Regions from separate parts of the Mus musculus genome. Here all the other regions are linked to region 1. A link is a contact called in public Hi-C and HiChIP or PLAC-seq data. All regions are on one chromosome and are shown on one strand. Each heading gives the region's core, a stretch centred on a gene start, on an enhancer-like site or on the middle of the called end of the contact. The rest is flanking DNA. Distances are from core to core; before and after follow the strand shown.

What was found. A called contact is a pair of places that touch in the nucleus more often than the background predicts. HiChIP or PLAC-seq counts read pairs in DNA pulled down with a chosen protein or histone mark.
Region 2: a contact with region 1 is called in an H3K4me3 HiChIP or PLAC-seq map of embryonic forebrain, with 4 times the contacts expected there. The contact joins two enhancer-like sites. A contact is called at or near these places in 1 of 484 Hi-C or Micro-C datasets (cortical neurons), 2 of 115 datasets of contacts at active chromatin or transcription factors (astrocytes and embryonic forebrain) and 1 of 9 other capture datasets (embryonic trunk).
Region 3: a Hi-C map of neural stem cells shows a contact between it and region 1, with 2.6 times the contacts expected there. The contact joins two enhancer-like sites. A contact is called at or near these places in 1 of 39 promoter capture datasets (hippocampal neurons), 15 of 484 Hi-C or Micro-C datasets (the G1E-ER4 cell line, the HPC-7 cell line, cerebellar granule neurons and 10 more) and 6 of 115 datasets of contacts at active chromatin or transcription factors (astrocytes, embryonic basal ganglia, embryonic forebrain and 3 more).
Region 4: a contact with region 1 is called in a Hi-C map of cerebellar granule neurons, with 4 times the contacts expected there. The contact joins two enhancer-like sites. A contact is called at or near these places in 8 of 39 promoter capture datasets (the HPC-7 cell line, HPC-7-derived erythroid cells, cranial neural crest and 4 more), 5 of 484 Hi-C or Micro-C datasets (cerebellar granule neurons, cerebellum and cerebral cortex) and 1 of 115 datasets of contacts at active chromatin or transcription factors (neural tube).

What each region holds. Positions count from the first base shown.
Region 1 is chr13:84,757,297-84,760,218 of GRCm38.p6, forward strand. All of the region lies in intron 2 of Gm34196 (a long non-coding RNA gene), which reads right to left. Among named protein-coding and RNA genes, the nearest start is that of Gm34246, 83 kb to the left of the region's middle. Within about 2 kb of position 1,450, at least 36 of the 459 cell types and tissues checked have an H3K27ac peak or open chromatin away from gene starts, as enhancers often do. A contact at or near this core is called in cerebellar granule neurons, cerebellum, cortical neurons and 2 more, where this site is marked.
Region 2 is chr13:84,284,309-84,287,230 of GRCm38.p6, forward strand. Tmem161b (transmembrane protein 161B) reads left to right here. Exons shown (of 12, transcript NM_175187.5): 9 at 2,377-2,490. Among named protein-coding and RNA genes, the nearest start is that of Gm41011, 58 kb to the right of the region's middle. Within about 2 kb of position 1,418, at least 48 of the 459 cell types and tissues checked have an H3K27ac peak or open chromatin away from gene starts, as enhancers often do. A contact at or near this core is called in cortical neurons and embryonic forebrain, where this site is marked.
Region 3 is chr13:85,163,396-85,166,317 of GRCm38.p6, forward strand. No RefSeq gene overlaps it. Among named protein-coding and RNA genes, the nearest start is that of Ccnh, 25 kb to the right of the region's middle. Within about 2 kb of position 1,521, at least 13 of the 459 cell types and tissues checked have an H3K27ac peak or open chromatin away from gene starts, as enhancers often do. A contact at or near this core is called in neural stem cells, where this site is marked.
Region 4 is chr13:84,403,256-84,406,177 of GRCm38.p6, forward strand. No RefSeq gene overlaps it. Among named protein-coding and RNA genes, the nearest start is that of Gm41011, 61 kb to the left of the region's middle. Within about 2 kb of position 1,461, at least 23 of the 459 cell types and tissues checked have an H3K27ac peak or open chromatin away from gene starts, as enhancers often do. A contact at or near this core is called in cerebellar granule neurons and cerebellum, where this site is marked.

The DNA of each region.
Region 1 (2,922 bases), core at 200-2,699:
TAACTTATTAACCGTGCCGTACGTTAACACCACAAATGAAGTGGAATTTTCTCAAACTAGAGACACCCAGAGAGCATACTGCACACAACATTGCCTGTGCAGAAAGTTTTACCACCATGGGACCCCTTGATTCCCCTCATATTTACATTTTAAAGAGCTATGATTATATCATTGGATCTTTGTTTTACTAAATATTTTATATAGATGTCTTCTTAGAATCTGTAGTTTTGATAAATTTATAAAAATCAAAGCTAAGAAAATATGTCCAACAAATTATCTTATTCTCAGATACTATACACGGGATAAAAAGCTTTACAAAGGTGGATACTGAAAACAGCCCCCCCAAACTTCAGATCTGTGAGATTTTAAACTGACATGATTTCATATCTATCAAAATTGTAAAGCCATTAGAAGTAAAATTAAATGTGTAGGTTATATAGTAGTATCAGTAGTACATGAAATAAATTATGCACTTCAGTTTGTCAATGCGCAGTATCATTTTTGATCCCATGTAAATCTGCTATGAGACGTTTAAAGGAATATCAAAAATATACCCCAACCACAACAGATTTGTCATTCATGCGCTGTTGAGCATGGAGGCCTAATTTACCCTTTTGCCATTATTTTAAATTAAGGCACTTATCCAAAGATCAAAACATCGTCTACAATGGACATTTTGTGAAGGCAGATAGTGATAACATCTGAAGGGATATGGTAATTGTTCCTGTTGTGGACGAACAGGGAGAGATATTTGATATGTATCTTGGGAAACAGGAAATGTTCCACATATAAAACTACAACTGCAAGTGTGGAGGGAAAGACGAAAGCGGCCCAGTGACCAGGCAAAAACTTTAAACGTATTTGCGAAGCAAGAACAAAGACATGCGTTGCCTGGCTGGTAGAAAGTGTTAAAGGGGATTGTCTCCTTTGCCACGGCTGTTTGAAATCCAGCATTTCATATTAGTCCTTAATGACAGACCCTAACAGCATAAGTGAAGAAAAACCAAGAGAAATTTTGATGAAAAAAAAAAAAAATCAAGAAAAAGAAATATGACTGCAAATGTGCAAACTTTGTCTGCAGTTGTTGCAGGCACAGTGGTGAAGGGACTGCTCTGTCCACCTATTAAGGTAGACCGCATAACAAATAGCACACTATCCCCCAAAGGGAAGAGAGTAAAGTTCTCAGGAAACCCCAGCAAACACTGACATGATTTTTATTATTCCAAATTTAATCCGACATTTTCTAAGTGTGTGTGGAAGGAGGACAGAATACTCCCTTTGTGTCCTGGAAAGTGTCATGCGACACAAAAAGATCTTTCTCAAAGAAAAGGCATCTTACATGATTAACACTGAGCTCCCAGCTTGAAAAGAATAAACCCCCAATGTCGCGCAGTGCAGGACGGCTGAGCAGGTCCAATACAGTGCTTTCATGCCATCTAGTGGTCATCTGAGAAGTCTCCCCGAGACCCGGGGATCTCAAGCAACTGGTAAAGAGGAGTAGCCATCCTCACCACCTCCACCACCACCATCACCACCATCACAACCATCACCACCATCACCACCATCACCACCATCACCACCCAAAAAAGAAAGAAAAGTAAAGAAACACGAGGTTGAAAAAACATATAAATAATTTAGGACACAAAAAAAATCTCATCAGCTTCAATAACCTGGCTAAATTTTTGATACCGTTTTAATTTGAGTGGAATTTGTTTCTTCTGGTCCTCTCTTTTCCTCCTTTTTTCTTTCCTCAATTCTTTTTCAAGTTTCCTTTTGTTTTCAGTCTACTTTCCGTTAGATTACACTTAGAAAAGAAACACAGATGCATGTTTTAATCATTAGTTTCTGAAAGAATTAAAACGTCACTTGCTTTCATACCTTGGTTTGGGTATTTTGAGACTTTTCTTTTAAATAAACCATCTCCCCACCACTCATATAAAATGTCAAGAAGCAAGACGGTACATAACTGAATTCCTCGGTAATAACTACATTCCTCCTTCTTGGAAAGGCACAGTACCTAAAATGTTCTCGACTTCTCTTCTGATGTCGGCCGCCCTATAAGCAGTCCTCAGAGTATTGAACTTTGAATTTTTTGAAAGCTAAAGTATTTTTCCCATTTTGCAAAATAGTTTTAAAATGTCATTATATGCATCTATGTCCAGGTGTGCTCTTTATACTTTGCCTAATAAATCATTTTCAAATACTGTAGCACAATTGGTTTCCTTTTCTAGTTGAGATTTATTTCTAAAGCTTAGGAATTCTTTTATTTCTCATTGATTCATACATTTTTATATTAGTTTTATTGTTTCTAAGGATTTGCCTTTTAAGGACACAAAAAGCTGATTTCTAATTGTGTAAAATAAATCTTTGATTTCAGTCAGCAACTAGTGTTTTTATCCGGGAAAGCCTCAGCCTTTTCTTTCTTTCTCTCTTTCTTTCTTTCTTTCTTTCTTTCTTTCTTTCTTTCTTTCTTTCTTTCTTTCTTTCTCTCTCTCTCTCTCTCTATCTCTCTCTTTCTTTTTCATAAAACAGTATATTTCGAAGGCTTCATGACATAAGAACAATACAGATTTTATAGTGGTTAGAGATCAGTAAGAAATACAAAGTGGAGTGGTGCTCAAATGCTGGTCCAGGCTTTAAATTAAAACAGATATTTATTTAAAAGAATTTAATAAACTAACAAAGTACTTGCAAATATTTCAAGTAATATTGCAGCAGAAAATAATTTTGTTGCTTATTTTTCCTCACTTTTGTCTTGCAAACGTGGGCGTACATACACTGGAATATTCAATGTCAATGATTCCATCATAGACAGAAATTAAAAGCATAAATGTAACATTTTCTGATGCATTTGCCATAGTTGTAGTCTCTATCAATGTGCATATTTTCATTTTGTAACTTAAACAAAGGTGCATATATTTT
Region 2 (2,922 bases), core at 168-2,667, 470 kb before region 1:
ATACATTTGTTGTTAAACTAATTTTTACCTGTTTAAATGAAAATGTTAAAGTTTATATTCTTTTTAATTCAGAGATTTATAGTATTTTGATCTCTACATTCAAATTGAAAATCTCATAGAAAAATTTTTTTAAAAAACTTTTTTTTAATACTTAAAGTTTATGTGTTGATTCAGATATTTTAATATCTTTATTTATGACAAATAATTTTAAGCCTGAGTTACATTTGTAAGAATGATTTTAAGTTGTTGATCTGCATGTTAAACTTCAAGTAATTCATTATTTTATTTCCAGATTGTAAATAATATGCAACACCCTGTATCCAGTTAGTTTAACCACCAAATCCTATTTTGATTCTAAGGAGAAAACATTAAACCTCTGCTCATGGCTCTGAAGCCATTGCTGTTTTCTGTCCTTATTTAGGGGTCTTTGTTTATTTGGTTGATTGGAGTTTTGTTTGTTTATGAATAGAGACATCTTTTTTTTCCAATTTTTTATTATATATTTTCTTCATTTACATTTCAAATGCTATCCCCAAAGTCCCCTCTACCCTCCCCCCGCCCTGCTCCCCTACCCACCCACTCCCACCTTGACAGAAGGGTGAGCTTGTATTTGCTTTCGTTTATACCCAGGATCTTCTTACCTGCACTGCAGGTCGTCCTTGAACCCTCCATCTTATATACATATGTATAGTCAGTAAGCTCCTCTAGGAGGACACTGTATTTAAGATACTTTAAGATCCTAATTCCTCTCTTTACATTCTTAGCTTTTACCTATGTTCTTTAATTTTCACTTTTCCCCTTGACTCCATTTTCTCCGTGTTTAGATGTTTACTTGTTCCTAGCTGCCCCGCCCCTGTTACACACTACTTCATCTTCCCCCACGTTTTTTTTTTTTTTTTTTTTTTTTTTTTTTTTTTTTTACTCAGCATGCTCTTCACTATGCCCTGCCTTTCCCACCACCCAGCTCTCTAAAGGCTTCTTTTAAGACAAAACCTGATCCCCCCCCCCCCTCTACACACACACTGCAGTCCACTAACCCCAGTGTTAGGATTTAAATAAGCTGAAAAGGGTGGGTGGAGGGGAGCCCTTCACAAGCTACTGAAACCGCTGTGGGCTGCTCCTTGATACTGGAGTGTTCCCTAGCAACACTGCATACCTAATACTGCTCTTTCTTCCCTGCCCTCCATGGTTTACCAAGACTGTGGGATGAAAGAATCACATTATAAAACATAAAGCATTTAGTGATGGTTGGAGAGAGGGTGATGCATCTATCTTCAGTAAAATGTGGCTTTATTTTAAGGGTTTTCCTTGTGGGAATTTGGGATTTTGTGTTATTTCCAGTTTTTTACAGCCTCCTGTTGTGGTACAGCACTCACGCTGTCATGCTGTAACAGTATGGGCAAGCTAGTTCTGTTGTGGGTAGCCTGAGTGGCAAAGGAGCAGCGCAGACTGCACCCCTATGGCAAGGCAGTGCAGCTTGTACTGTGGTTGGGTTGTTCCTGACTCAGCCCTGTGTCCTCCAGACCTGTCCCTACCGTTTGTCTGTGTAGTAATATTTAAAAGTCTGTGTGTTTTAAAACCTATAGTTAAGCCTTCTCTATGGTTGATAATGAAAGCAGTGTGTTGTATTAAAATAGTGTAACAAGTCTGTCTTTTGTTCCAAAGAGAAAACTTTTGTCAAGCCATGTGTATCTGTAGGATACAGATTTAGTTAACAGAGAGGTTGCAGCTTAATCCTGATATCCCTCTTCTGCATTAGGAATGTAGCCCCAGTGTGGTGGCTCATGTCCGTAGTTCCAGCTTTTGTGAGGCTGAGAGTAGCATGAAGGCCAGGCTAGGCTGTATAACAAGGTGTGTTCCATAGAACCAAAAATAGGGGGGGGGGGGTACATTATCTTTATTTGTATATGGTAAATTAATTTCATCTGTGTTTATAACAGTCCAAGAAATAACAAATCTTGAGTCATTTGTAATTTTGGCATTATAAATGATCATTGCATATTGCAAGGTTGCTCAGTTGTAAACTGTTGTGTTTCATTTGCCATTTGCCTTCTGATAAGACTTCTAATCACTCTCATTTATTTGTGAATAATAAGCAAATGTTCAGTTTAGCTGTGTTGAAAATTTTCAGATGACGTGTATGTATATTCCCTTGTGATCACTGTAGATAATCATTAAAACACCTATCATTGAGTCCTGGATTTAAGGGATTGTCATTGAACTTTCTAGGTCCGTATGTTCTCACCTGAAACACTAAGATAATGACTCAGCTCTTAAGGATTCTGGTTAACAGTAAATAATTAGAAATGCTATACCCTAGTTACACTTGCACATTTTGTTTCTAGATCTTTATGTGTATTTCTTGTATATTTTCAGAACATTACTTCATATCAACTTCTTGGCACCTTTATTTATGGTTCTGCTCTGGGTGAAACCAATCACCAAAGACTATATCATGAACCCACCGTTGGGTAGAGAGAGTGTCCCTCTGTAAGTATGGGTACTTGAGTCCTATGTTTTAATTCACTATACATCAAAGTTGCTTTTTTTAATTGTAGGTAGGTTTGTTCATTTTTTTTTAGACAGAGTATCAGTATATTGCCCGGACTGTCCTGGAACTCACTGTGTGGATCAGTCTGGTCTTGAACTCACAGAGATCTGCCTGATTCTTCCTCCTGAATACCAGAATTGAAGACATGTCACACTTCTAAAGTTTTTTGTCTGCCTGCTTTTATGATAAGGGGAGGTACTTTATTCTTTAATACTAGTGTAAGTGGTGAAGATAAGGCTTGAGCCTGAAGCTGCAGGCCATCTTCTAACCTATTTTTGAACTTTTTTGAAAAGAATACTAACAAATATTATTCTATACTAATATTAGCCTATATACACCCTGAGATTTATCTCCTGATGTCCAATTATCAT
Region 3 (2,922 bases), core at 271-2,770, 410 kb after region 1:
GACCTCCATGAGACTCCAGTACCAAATTGGGATAGCTGAAACATTTAATCTTGTGGACTGAACAACTACTGTATTCTTGATCTGTCAGCCAGGAGACAGCCATTGTTGGGACTACCTGGACTACAGCCTGTAAGATTCCACTTATTCTATAAGTTATGTTTCTTTAGAGAGCCCTGAGTAACATATCTTGTTTCCCTGAAATAAGATGACTTTTCTGGACCTCATTATTATTCTGGACCTTAGCACTTTTACCTACATGATCTGGTTATTCAAGAAAAAAAAATTAATTACTGCCTTTTAATCACTGCATTGGCAGGAAGGTATATTAGTATTTTATATCAGTTTTTTCTTCAATCTACTAGTTTGTCTCTGATTTACAGGACATTTAAATCTATTTACATGGTTGAGTTTGAAGCTCAGTGATAGAGCACTTTTGTTTGATACCCAGCCCTCAGTATATGTGTGTTGGTGGGGAGGGGAAATCAGCCTTAATGATAAAGGTTGATAGCATGACAGCATTTCTAGAACGAGAACTATTATCAGAGCAAACATTCCGAATGACTGTCCAGGGTCTTACAAATTCAGAAAGAATGCCTGGAGCATAATTCACATGCAAGCAACGCTTTTGTTGCTTCAAACATTGGTACTAGAGTTTAAATTTAGAGTGAGAAAAGAGATAAAGGAGGAGCAGCGGTTCCTGAGGAGGTTTCAAATGTTACCTCGAAGTTGAGTCAGTTGGCAGAACATAGAATCCCTAAAATCTATGCAAGGTTTGCTGGTTGATGAGATGCTACATGCTGTACTCCACTCCATGGAAAGGTAAGCAAACATTTAAGATGTGTTTGTCATAAATAGATATTCCTGCATTAAATATAAGAGAGCTGATTTATATTTTTAATTTTGCCATTCAATAAATATTAATAATTATCTACTCTATTCATTGTTGGGCATATCAGCACAAGCTTAGACGTGTAGACAAGTCTGAAGTTTAGAAATCTGGAAGCAATTCTATAGGCTGAGTTTGCACAGATTGAAGTAGGTGAGAGTGGTGATGACAGTCGGAAGGAAATGGTCAGATGTTATAGAAGGTCTGCTCATCATGTGAAAGAGGTTGATTTTATCTTTGAGTCAGTGAGGGAGCCAGTGAATGCTTTTACCAAAAATACAATGCAACTAGATTTTTTTTTTTTGGAACATTTACAATAGTAAAGTATGCAGCATCAATTTCATTATAGAACTACCTGTGGAGCCTTAAAATCCATCACTGCCCATGTATCACCGTGGAAAGATCCTGTTCACTTAGGCTAAGGAGTAGACAGAGTTTAAAAGCTGTCCAGGTAAGCACTTGGCTTTAGTGCAAAACCCAGGTCTGAGAACTACTACTATTGAAAGCAGACTGGGTCAGAACAACATTTCAGTGTGCTAAAGTGAGAGATTTCGGAGAGCAGAACACATAGTAGCCGAGAAATCTACATGTAGGACTTTGATTGGCTCGGTTTACAATTAGTTGTTTCACAATGATGAGAATAATAAATCTGGAACCTCCAGGATCTAAGCCACATGGCTCCACCATGTGGATAAACTGTGATATATCAAGGTGGTTGCTTGCTTTTTTTTTTTTCTTTCTGATCCTGCTACTTTTAATAATTGAATGCTAATAGAAACAAACTAAAAACCCAAAACTATTATGTTGATTAAAGGACAAATGTGTTGACTCTTAGAATATTTAGAGCTCAAATACTGCAAGACCTGAATGTGTGTGTGTGTGTGTGTGTGTGTGTGTGTGTGTGTATACTTTCTCTATTACATTTCTTTGGGCACATTTATGAAAAGAGTATTTACTTGCATTTATTTCATCTAAATGTGTTAGATAGTGAAGTGGAGTTGCATATAATTTTTGGTAGAGATACAGAGTTGCTATGAGGATTTTTGAAATGCCAAACACTTAAAACTGCTTTTTATGTCTCCAGGATGCCTTTCAAGTAGCCTATAATCACATTACATTTATTCTCAAGATATACTGAAATAGTTCAGGTAGAAATTTCTGTTGATTAGAAGAAAAGCAAAATAAATTGGCTAATTTTTACTGTCAAAATTCTTCTTCATCTTGCTTAACTACTTAAAATTTCTCTTAAAAGGCTTGAGTGTATGATTCTTAGTGACAAAATAAACCATTTTCATAGTCTGTAAACTTTCATACATGATTGCCTATTACAGTTTATTGATATCTCCTCAAGAAAATTCTGAAAATGAGATTAAGAAGAGAAATTAATATCATATTCTTAATTCTTTGGTCACCCAGCAATTTGCATAGTAAGCAGTTTCTCCATTCATAATTGAAGTGTAGTGTTTGCTTTCTAAAGGCTTGCAGAAAGCTTAAATATCAACCCTACAGTCTGACTTAATATATGAATGCAAAGATTTTTATTTTATTTTGTAATAGTTTTGTGCTGGAAGATGTATGATCCTTATCATCACTAGAACAATTTAGAGAGACATAGAAGTAATTGGGATTTAAGCTCAATGGACCTAAAGAAACTCAAATAAGTATAAGTTTGAAAGACGATGTGGTCAGGAGCTATGACAAGAGAGAAAAATCTAGAAAGAGAATGTAGTCTACAACCTAATAGCATGACTTCCCTGGGGAGCAAGATGGGAATAAACCTGGGGCCTGACCTCCTAGATCAAAGTCAGCATTTTAACAAGATCCCCCAGGTGACTTGTATACATACTAAACTCTCAAAACCAGTCTCCTGGGACAGCATTGAATTAACTGTACTCTATAATGGGTCAGAGAGTAAATATTTTAGGCCTTGCAGGTCAAGTGCTCTGTATCCACAGCTGTAGCCTGGAAGCAGTGCTGGATGACAGCAAGCAAATGAGTGTGGAAACTGGTGGAGGAGCACTTAAATGATAACTCCT
Region 4 (2,922 bases), core at 211-2,710, 350 kb before region 1:
TTCTGATTTTTTTGGGGGGGGGCGGGGTTTCGAGACACGGTTTCTCTGTATAGCCCTGGCTGTCCTGGAGCTCACTCTGTAGATCAGGCTGGCCTCGAACTTAGAAATCTGCCTGCCTTTGCCGCCCAAGTGCTGGGATTAAAGGTGTGTGCCACCACGCCCAGCTAAATTCTGACTATTTTTAGTGATCGTGTGGTTACTAGGCTCGCAGGGTCATGTGTATAGAGTAACTGTGAAGTCCAGCGCAGTGATTTGCCTAGATTTTGCATCAGGTGTGAAGATACCAGACATCCTTCAGAGGGAAGCCTTCTGAGGTCATGTTATTTGCAAAATTCTCGATGCAGCTTTTGAAGGTCCTAGGATGCCTCACAAGGAGAGAAGACTGTCTCCCCTTGTTCCTGATGTACTCAGTATTTTTCCCCGTAGCTCTTCTTTCTCCTTAAGCATGCAATGGACATCAACAGCTTGCTAAGAAGGTTTAAAACTTTTCCTCTTTCAAAATAAAGATTGTGAAATGCTTTTTATTTTATATCAGAAAAGAGTAGTGAAATGAGAACATACGTAGTAAGATTATGTAAAAATCTAGGAAAATTGAAGAAGCATTTCTGTTTAAAAAAATAACGACCACTTTGAAATAAACATCCATAGTAATAATTCTACATATGTTTTTGACTTGGAATTATAATAATGGCAACTCTGATTTGGATGATACTGAGAATTAATTCATAGCATATATATATTTCCTTTAAAGAGCACCCAACAGCACACAAACACTGGCACAGGGGAGAGGCTACACTTTCAAGTTGGGAAAGTAGTTTTGGCTTGGTTTCTATATTGCACATCTTAAACTTAGTGTTTGGTGTGTACTTGGGTAACCTGGGTGTATTGGTTATAACCTCTGTTAAGAGATAGCTCTTACAAAATTGTAAGATTACAGCAATACATAATTATTTATAACCCTTGGCTCTCAGTTGTTTTTTAATTGATTTTCCCCAGGAAAAACTGACATAAGTGTAGCTTTCTATTAAAGTGTATTTACAATGATGATGATGACAAAAACAAACAAAAAGAAAATAGAAAAGAAAGAAAGAAAACACTAGCAACAAGAAACAACCCAGGCCACTTACAAGTACACAGGCACATGCACACGCCCATTAACACAACTCATTCCAGTCCCAGATTACAGAGAACTAAATTAATCTGCTAATTTCAAAGCAGTATTCTGCTCTGGTCATCTCACTACATGGCTGTTTCTTTGTAGGACAATGTTAGACACAGGCTAACTGGGTTAATTGCAGCCACATGTAGATTGTCTTTTTGGATGACAAGACACTGTCTTACAATTGATCCACACACCATTGGGGGACTAATTCTGAGCTTCCTTTCGGCTCCGTGCTCATCCAGTGACAGACCGCAGCTACCTCCAAGCTCTGGGCCACATTCGCCCGGGCTTGTCGGGAGTGTGGGAACAGACACAGAGCTGGGTCAGAGGGCACGGAGCCAATGTCGCTACATGTGTGTCTCGCCTTTTGTGCGGCTCTGGCTTCGTCCTACTTTATGCAGATTTCACTTCTGCGAGGTCCAGATTGTGCCATATGGGATCCCTGTGTATGACCAGCGAGGCTACCTGCCTGTGAGAACTGTTCTGATGAAGGACTATCCGAGGAACTGCGGCCTGGGCAGTTGTTTTTCCCAGGAGATGGTCACATACAGAGAGAATTTTTGTAAGGGGGGCTCAGGGGCGATGTCTGGGGCCAAAGCCATCCTCAGTGTCTGGGAAAAGAATTGTGTGTCTGGTTCTTTACTGAGAGTGAGCATGGAATTGGGGACCTTTAAGGGCATAGCTTTCTGAATAAAAATGGTGTGTTGTTTCTTTGTCCGTCTCGTCGTTTCCCCCACTTTTTTCCTCACTTTTTATTGCTACTTTTTGTGTGACTTTTTATTACCTTCATGAGTTATGATGTTTGCTTTCCTTCTACCTGATGATGCTTAATGTTAAAGCTTCATATTAGCATTTTTTCCCTGATGGATTTGGGTCCTTGGCCTTTCTCTTACTTCATTATCCGATATAAAACATTCCATCTTTCCCCTTCTTATCCCTCAGTCTTTGTCTCTGCCTCTCCTTTCCAACTGCTACTCGTTCTTAACTTCTTAGCTTTCTGGGTTATATGGTTTCATCTAACTATTTTTGAGAGAAGTGCTCATTTTATAGTTACTAAATAAAAAAAAAAAAAAAAAAGAAAAAACATGCCGTCTCCCCTCTCTTGTCTGCTCAGTCTTTTTTTTTTTTTTAACCTCCTTACCCTGTCTATAAAACATTTCTTCTTCTCATTCATTATTTGACTCTCAGAAGTAATCCTTCCTACCTCATTTAAGAAGGAAGGTTTCTAAACATTAATGTCCCACTTCCTAGTTGTTACCTCACATCTCTCTCTCTCTCTCTGGCTGTTGTGAAACTGCAGATTTTGTTTTGTTTTTTGTTAGTGCTCACTGCTGTGTGTGTAGGATCCTGGCTTTTTAGAGTGGAGGTTTTAGTGCCCCACGTAGAAAACCACAGAAAGGAACAGTCAGAGCCCTGGTCTGATTGTTAGAGCTCTTTAGCCTCTTTCTTAATTTTTGATTTATTTAAATATGTCTCAAACTCTGCTCTGTGCCCCTCCAGCCTAAGTAAATAAACACCCACTTGTACGTGTGACTAACTTTATTCTTCATTTGAAATTCTTCATTTAAAATAACTCCTGGGAAGGTTATAGGGGCACCTATGTATTGTGGTAACCTTTCTTTGTGAGTTATAACAAAAGATGAGACATAGACGCTCTCCTCTGGCTTACGTTTCACTTCAGTGGGAATTTTTTTTTTTTTATAACACACACTATGCTTTTATTAATGCTGTCGAAACTCTCATTTTCCCCAAATACTTGG